Linked DNA regions of Gossypium hirsutum: region 1 is linked to region 2. Evidence: chromatin contacts called from public Hi-C data. All regions are on one chromosome and are shown on one strand. The core of a region is the stretch at or near the end of the contact, and the rest is flanking DNA. Distances in the headings are between cores, read along the strand shown.

Region 1 (3,923 bases), core at 987-3,486, 270 kb before region 2:
AGAACAAAATACATTGATGTTCGGTATCATTTTGTTCGTGATATTATTGCTCGTGGTGATATTGTTGTGAGCAAAATTAGTACTGATGAAAATCTTACAGATATGATGACTAAGTTACTTCCTATAACCAAGTTTGAGCATTGCTTAGACTTGGTTGGTGTCCATTGTTGAAGTTAAACCCTTAAGGGGTTTTATGGAAGAAGTGGAGAACTTGTTCGTTGAGAGTTCACGATGAAGAACTTGTTCATTGAGAATTCGTGTCAAGGTGGAGATTGTTAGAATTAAATGACCCGAATCCTTATTTAAATAAAATACAGTGGTAAAATAAAATAAAAGTAAAATTCATATAGAACTACACTTCTTTTATTTTATTTTAGAATAAGGTTTTTTAAACCTTATTAAACTCCATCTATTTTATATTGATTAGAATAAGGTGTTTCAGTCTTACTAGAATATGGCTTTACAAGCCTATAAATAGGTATAGTCTATTCCTCTTGTATTTATTCGAATTTGACATAGTGAATTTTCTTTTCCTCTGCCCGAGGTTTTTTCCGAAAGAGTTTCCACGTAAAAATTTGTGTGTTCTTTATTTTATTTTATTTTTTCACAGTTTGATTAATATTATCATAAAATTACAAAATTAATATATTATGATTTCATTCAAAAAAAATTTTAAATTTTAATGTTGTAATATAATAAATAATAAAATTTAATTTTGTTTGTTCAAAAATTTCTTTAAATTTATGCTTTTATATAGATTATAAATAAAATGCTAAACCTATTTTTTTTTACTATCAACCTATTTACTAAATGGTACAAGGAAGCATTTGTATTTGCTTTATTTGGATAAATGCTTGTCTTGAGTATAGAACAGTTTTAAAATTTATAGCCAGCATTTACTCCTTAATGGATTTACAAAATGTGGATGATTATTTATTGAACTCGCTCTGGTAGATATCTTGAAAAAAAAAACAAAATAAAAAGGAGTTATAAAAAAATAATTATATTAAAATAAATAATTTAAAAATATTCAACATGGATATCGTCATATTTGTAAAAAAAATATAAATTATTAGAATTAAATAAAAATGAAATTTGAAATTTAAGTTGTTTTTATCTTATAGAGGGTCATGTGTATTAAATCAAATAAAATTCTTAGGAATTTTGAAAAAGGAATTGAGCTATTGAAATCTCTTTTAAAATTACTTATTTGAAAAATTTCCATATATTTACTAAAATAAGTAAATTCAATTTTAGAAATTTAAAAACCTAGATACAAGTGAAATCCCTCTCAAACACGCTTTTAATCTCTAAACTTGACAATTTTTCTCAACTTGATCCTTGAATTTTTTTTTTCTCACATTAATCATATAACTTGACAAATTTTCTCAATTTTGATCCTTGTGATAATATAGCATTCTAAGATTATGGCATATCATCATCTCCTTTTAATAAAAAAAATATTTTTAGGCAGAAATTGAAAAAAGTTGTCTAATTTTAAGATTAATGTGAAAAAAAAAATTCAAAGACTAAGATGAGAAAAATTACAAGTTCATAGGCAAAATGTTGATTTAACCTAAAAACAATATATAAATTCTGAACTTTGTCGTGAAGGATGAATTTTACTTATAATATCAAAATGGTTTCATATATATATCATTCTGAGATTAATTTAAATTTAGAATAGTTAAAAAGCAGTTGAGAAAAACCTCATGAATTTTATTATAAGTTTTAATTATATTTATTTTTAAAAAAATAATATCTAAAATTACTCATAATTCTTTTTAACTCATAAATATAAAGATGGGTAATTATATTGATTCTTTTTAACCCATAAATATAAAGATGGGTAATTATATTAATAGTTTGTACAATATTTAGTTGAACATTTCAATTAATTAGTAACAGCGGTAATTTTACAATGGAGGTAGATATTAATCATAGGCTGTTGATGTAATTAGGGATGATTGGCTTTTCCTGACTTCCCTCCCTCTTTATTTAATTATTTAATTAATTTGTATATTAAAATATATTCAGTTTCTAAAAAAATTATAGATCCGTAATTATAGATACTTTCCCACATATGGAATTTAAGATTTCTAATTTTATTTTAGTGAATTTGGTCTCCTGTTTTTTTAGTTTTTTAATTTTAGGTTTATTATAATATTATTTTTTGTTATATGATATTCTGATTTTTTAAACAAAATAAATAAATTAAATACTGCAACCCCATTTGTCGACCTGAATCGTACTTGGCCAGGTGCCTCTTCGACTTGACCGATTCGTATGTTCCTAATCTAATACACCTACCACCACACTATCACCACTGCGCCTCTTCTTCCCTTCCGTCCGATCTGGCAATGGAACCCGACGTGAGCATTGAGACATCATGCATGATCCGGATCGCCGTCCTTCCAATAGGCAAAGTCCCCCCTCCTCTTCTGCGGGATTACCACTCCATGCTCCTTCCGCACCACACCATCCCTCTCTCAACCATCAGCTCCTTCTACACGGAGCACCAGAAATCGCCTTTCGCCCACCAGCCTTGGGACACAGGCTCGCTCCAGTTCAAATTCTTGTTGGGCGGGTCTCCGCCTAGCCCTTGGGAAGATTTCCAGCCTTATCGCAAGTTCCTCTCCGTGATTGGCATTTGCCACTGCCCTTCGTCACCAGATCTTGATCACGTCATCGATCAATTCAATGCTGCCTGCAAAATTTACACTTCGGCTCTAGTTCTACGCTGCTTCGCCTTTTGTCCTGGCAATTCGCAAGTTAGTTCTCAGAATTAAGGTTTCTATTTTACTTCTCATTGAATCACATGCTGATATCTGGTTATTGGTTTCGATTATTATAAATTGACTTGGATTCTAATTATTAGTAATCTGTCGAAGGAATGGTTATATTACCTAGATTCTAGTGTGTCGTGAATGCTTAGGTTTTTTGTATAAATTTGAAGGATGATAACCCATATTGGGTGTAAGATACGAGCATTTTTGGGAATAAAGTCTGAATAACATAGTAGAATGATATGATTTGTGTTTTTGAAACCTTTTATTATGTTTACTATTTGTTTATCTTAATAAACTAAACAAAACCTAGCTTTTAATGAATTACGTGATCTAATTACTTTATTTTCTGCTGCAGTTGGATGATGGTAAGAAAAGGGAGAACTTGGTTTTGTTTCCTCCTGCAGACCGTACAATGCAGGAGTTTCACTTACATACAATGATGCAAGATATCGCTGCTTCATTACTGATGGAATTTGAGAAGTGGGTTCTTCAAGCAGAATCTTCAGGAACTCTTCTGAAGACGCCTTTAGATTCTCAAGCTACTCTTAGCTCAGAGGAGGTTTATGTTTAGGTGTTTTATGCATTTTAGTCTGTGAGCGCATGGGCGTGGGTATGCGCGCACTTCTGCATGTGTGTGTGTGTGTGTGATGTGTTTGTTTTTATTAAATAACAATGCAGGTGATCAAGGCTAAAAAACGAAGACTTGCTCGTGCACAAAAGACAATAGGGGATTATTGTTTGTTAGCAGGATCGCCTGTTGATGCAAATGCTCACTATACTACTGCACTAGAGCTAGCCAGGTTGACTGCAGATTACTTTTGGTATGCTGGGGCATTGGAGGGTAGTGTTTGTGCTATACTGGTAATTGCAGGATGTTAATCAAGCTCATCTGCTATTTATGATATTTGTATGGACCCTTAAATGTCCTTGTTTAGATTTTATAGATGTTCTTGAACAGAAACAAATGGATAAGGCTAGCAACTCACTTGTTGAAATTTGAAGCTAAGTTTTTTTAAGGAAATCTCTATTGGAAAAGTGTCTCATAAAAGTTTTACAACGAGACACATGTTTAGTTATGTCCACTACCAACTTTAGTGCTATGGTTAAATTCCAAGATTTATCACATTTGAATTC
Region 2 (4,268 bases), core at 901-3,400:
AATTGTTGGGAGAAGGAAACCAAAACAAAATTTTCCCCTTCCCTTACCTGTGGATTGTCAGTAGACTGCATGAACAAATGATCCTGTGGCCATTGGCAAACATGATCCTCAAAGAGAGTTTCTATATCAGGATTAGGCTGAGGATATTTACATTGAATGTGCTGCCAGTTTAGGCTGTTAGATCACAATAAAAAGTTAGTTCTTTAAGTCTAGAAATAAAGAAAATTTCAGTAGATGCTGAAGCTGCAACAGGCAGATTTAAAAAGTAATTTCAATTTTTATTGAACAGATGAATAAAATCTTTTCAGAAAAGGCTAACGTAACATAAAGAAGAAGGGAAACCAACAAACTGAGAGAAAGGCTGCTACCCTTGATTAATGAGACGTCTCAACCTTTGGCTTTTGATGACAGGAAATTTCAGTTTTCCATGGAAAATTGGATTCACTTCAATAAGTTTCTTGAGTTCATCCATCAAAATTTTCCTTGAAGACTCAGCATCTTCATACATAGAGAGCAACTCATGTTCCCTGTAAAACCCAGAGGGATCTTTTAACTCTCAGACCATCATGCTAATGTTGCAAAAATCCGAAGTTCACCGTCTGTGTGAAACATGTACATGAAATTATCTAATGTTAAAAGCTGAGTCATTTCTCTATATAACTCTTCATTGTCCTGAGCAAAAACTTTCAAGTCCTTCATCAGGATATCCAAAGCCTTTGCACGATCATTTCTGATGCAACAATCAACCAATTTCAAGTAAAATAAATGCTTGAGTCACAAAATTGCATGAAGATGCTTATCTAAATGCTTATAGAAGAACCAATATCGCTCACTTGTCCAATGCCTCAAGGAAATTCAGCTTTCTGATTTCAAAATAAATCTTGGTCGAGTACTTGTTGTCATTGATACTTGTGAAACCAGAAAGATATTTCTCGACCTTATTCCACTTTCCGTTCAGCACCAAGTCTTCAAAAAACTCCATGTCAAAGTAACATCCACTCTCACGCTCAAATCTACAAATCAAATCAGTTCAAAGCATCAAAACAGAAGACATAGAAGTAAAACATCCATTCTAGAACATGATTGAACTGAAACTTACATATGAGCTGTTCGTTTATATCCTTCATCGTTGCAAAACTGTAAGATTAAGAAAAGAAGTTCTTTATTGAGAGCAGACCTCTTCTCAGAAGCCATTCCTCCTCTCTGAAACTTCACCAAATATTAACATGAGTAAGTTTGGCAACCCAAGAAAGAAAAGAAAAGAAAACACAAATTGATCATACCTGCACTCCAAATTCTATGCAAACAAGTATCAAATTGGATAAAATGTCTTAGATTCCTTAGTAGGAGAGTCAATAGATTCCAATCAACAAATAGTAATCTTTAGAGTATCCTTGCATATGTATCCTATTCGATAATTATTGTAAATACCTTTTGATATTATCGTTAAAACAGAGTCTAGTGCAGTTTAACTTAAAGAATTCAAAATTCGAGTGAATTCTAGCGTGTTTAGCTTTCACAAAGTAATGCTTTTAAAAACCATTTGAACTGATTATAATTAAAAGATATCAAGAATCAAGACTGATCATCAACAAAACAGCGAACAAAGATAACAACGCAGCTCCGACTGAAAAAAGAGAAAGCGAAAAGTTACCGTCAAAGCTGAAATGATTTTAGTTTTCTACGTCCAGGATTCGTCCATTTTCTCAATAACCAAACAGAACATAAAGATTCGATTCAAGGATCAAAACAAACAGATACAAAGCAGACAACCAAAAAAAAAAAACAAAGAAAGAACTGATCTAATTCAAAATCACCCAAAGGGTCGAGATTAGATCGATAATAACGTGGAATTTAAACGGAAACCTAATCTTGATTCTTGACCAATTAGAGCCTTTACTTTTGAACTTAAAATCGATGGAAAAAATTTAAAAATGAAAAAAAAGTGGAAATAAATAAGGAAAAAGGAAAAGCTTTTCTGTTTTCAAAGAATCATACATACCTGAGTGGAAAATGAAAAGAAAATTTTCAGGCGAAAATCAGTGTTTGAAGCTCTAGACTTCGATTTTTGAAATGGAATATAAATAGAGAGAAATAGTGAAATACTCAAAAATAAAAAAGTTAAAATTTAAAGAAGAAAAAACAGGCAGGGACTAGATTGCGAAATTTAATTTCTTTTCAGGTAAAAATGGAATATGATAAGTCAGTTGCCTTATAAAAGTCGTTACTAGTGGCGGGTCCCACAGGTGGGCTCCACCGCTGCTTTTCTGATTGATAAAGTTACGGCATTTACACACACTGACCAGGTGTACTCAATTGAGAATGCGGGTTGCCAGGAGGCAGGGGCCTACCTGCCTTAAATTTCATCAAAACTTTGGATAAACTAACATTTAGTCTTCAAATTTGGTAATATTTTTCATTTGGTCCTTAAATTGTTCTTTGGCTCCACATTAGTTTTGTGAGTTGGTAAACCTTTCTAAATTGGTTCATAAACTTGGATTTCATTAAAGTTTGATGACGTGGCACTTTCTTAAAGTACCATTTCATCACTTGATATTTAAAAAAAATTAATAAAAAATCTAAAAGATCCACACAAAAAAAAAATTTAGGTGATGATATGACAATTTCAATGCCATGTTATTACACTTCAATGGAATACAAGTTTAAGGAGAAGATTGGAAAAAGCTGCCAAATTTCATGAATAATGTGGACAAAGAAAAGATAAATGATCATGATGGGAAAAATTATCAAATTCAAGGATTAAATGTTTCTTTATTGTTATTAGACTTCTGCAACATTATACTTGAAAGTGATTGTGCACTTGTGATAAATAAGCTTTAAGTATGATCAAGTAGATTTTTTCTAGTTTGAGTTATTTGTTAAATAAGGCTAGAGCTTTGGTTGGTTTGCTTTATGCTTTATCCTTTAAGCTATGTTTGGTTAAGTGGAAAAGTAGATGGATGGCAGAAAAGGGTGAAAAAGTGGGGAAAAAAATAAATTTTGAGTGTGTTTTATTGAAAAGAAAAGTGAGAGGAAAGAAAATAAGAGGGATGACTATTTTCCGTCCTAATGCATAAAAAATAATTTTTCTCAATTGAAATGATAACGGGAGAGAAAATGAGAGTCATATGTATGTTAGTTCAAAATTATGTGTTTTTTTTAAAAATCATTTCATTTTTCAATTCTACTAAGTTTCTTTCCATTTTTCTATCTCTCCCATCAATCACAAGAATGGAAAGAAAAATTATATTTTTCATCCTTTTAGTTTTTCCATTGTACCAAGCAAAGCCTTAGTTTTGCAGCCTGTTTAAGCAATAAGGTGGCACATTTTCTTAGCCATTTTGGTTTGGATGGTGAGCATAGCTCTTATTTGGGTTTAATTATCTGCTCTCCATACATTCGCTTGTATTGAATGATATTTCTTAGTCAAATGAATTACCCTTTTGTGGACTTTAATAATAATAAAAAAAAGGTTTCTTTATCCCTCAACTTTTTTATGATACTTTTTTGTTCCTGAAATATAAAATTACTTTTGATAATATTATTATGGTATATTGGCTCTCTAGCTTTATAAAAATAAATTATTTTAACTTTTTATTTAATTTTTTTACCTCTTTTAGCCCTTAAACTTGTATTATTTATCAAATCACTCCAAAATTGATGGAAAATTTAACGCCTATTAATTTTACTGACATCAATACTTAATTAATTTTTTAAAATTTAAAACATATATATATTTTTAAATTTTAAATGGTCATTAATTGGTGATATGGCATCCACATGACAATTCATGTGTTTGCCATGTTAGCAAAGTTAGTAGATGTTAATTTTTCTATCTGTTTTGGGATGATTTGACAAACAATATTAATATAAAGCTAAAAGAGAGAGAAAATTAAATAAATGACTAAAATAAATTTTTTTTTGTAAAATTGGAGACCTAATAAATCATCATACCTAGTAATATTGGAATGTAAGATTATTGGATATGCTACATTTTTCTGTTTATTTCATTGAGTTAGAATGTAATATTTTACTATTTAGTTGACATAATATAATATTACTCAAAACACATTTTATTAAATTTCCTTGGTAAAATCAACTTCACAAATGTCCAAGCTTATAGTATTTTATTTAATAATAAATGAGTTTATTTATCTAGTAACTTATTTTCATAACTTCTTTCTCAAATAAATAAATTGAAATTAAGGCATCTCTTTTGATCAAAGTGATAGGAAAGAAATAAGAAAAATATGATTCTAGCTAAAACG

The links. A called contact is a pair of places that touch in the nucleus more often than the background predicts.
Region 1: a Hi-C map of leaf shows a contact between it and region 2, with 2.3 times the contacts expected there. The contact joins the promoter of LOC107962914 here to the promoter of LOC121203058 in region 2. A contact is called at or near these places in 14 of 34 Hi-C or Micro-C datasets (callus, hypocotyl, leaf and 2 more).

What each region holds. Positions count from the first base shown.
Region 1 is chrA06:39,146,091-39,150,013 of Gossypium_hirsutum_v2.1, reverse strand. It overlaps LOC107962914 (trafficking protein particle complex II-specific subunit 120 homolog), which reads left to right and starts at 2,236. Exons shown (of 9, transcript XM_016899480.2): 1 at 2,236-2,771; 2 at 3,145-3,348; 3 at 3,468-3,650. The coding sequence starts at 2,361.
Region 2 is chrA06:38,880,388-38,884,655 of Gossypium_hirsutum_v2.1, reverse strand. It overlaps LOC121203058 (topless-related protein 1), which reads right to left and starts at 2,150. Exons shown (of 26, transcript XM_041115674.1): 1 at 2,003-2,150; 2 at 1,100-1,209; 3 at 834-1,013; 4 at 617-730; 5 at 369-527; 6 at 48-174. The coding sequence starts at 1,194.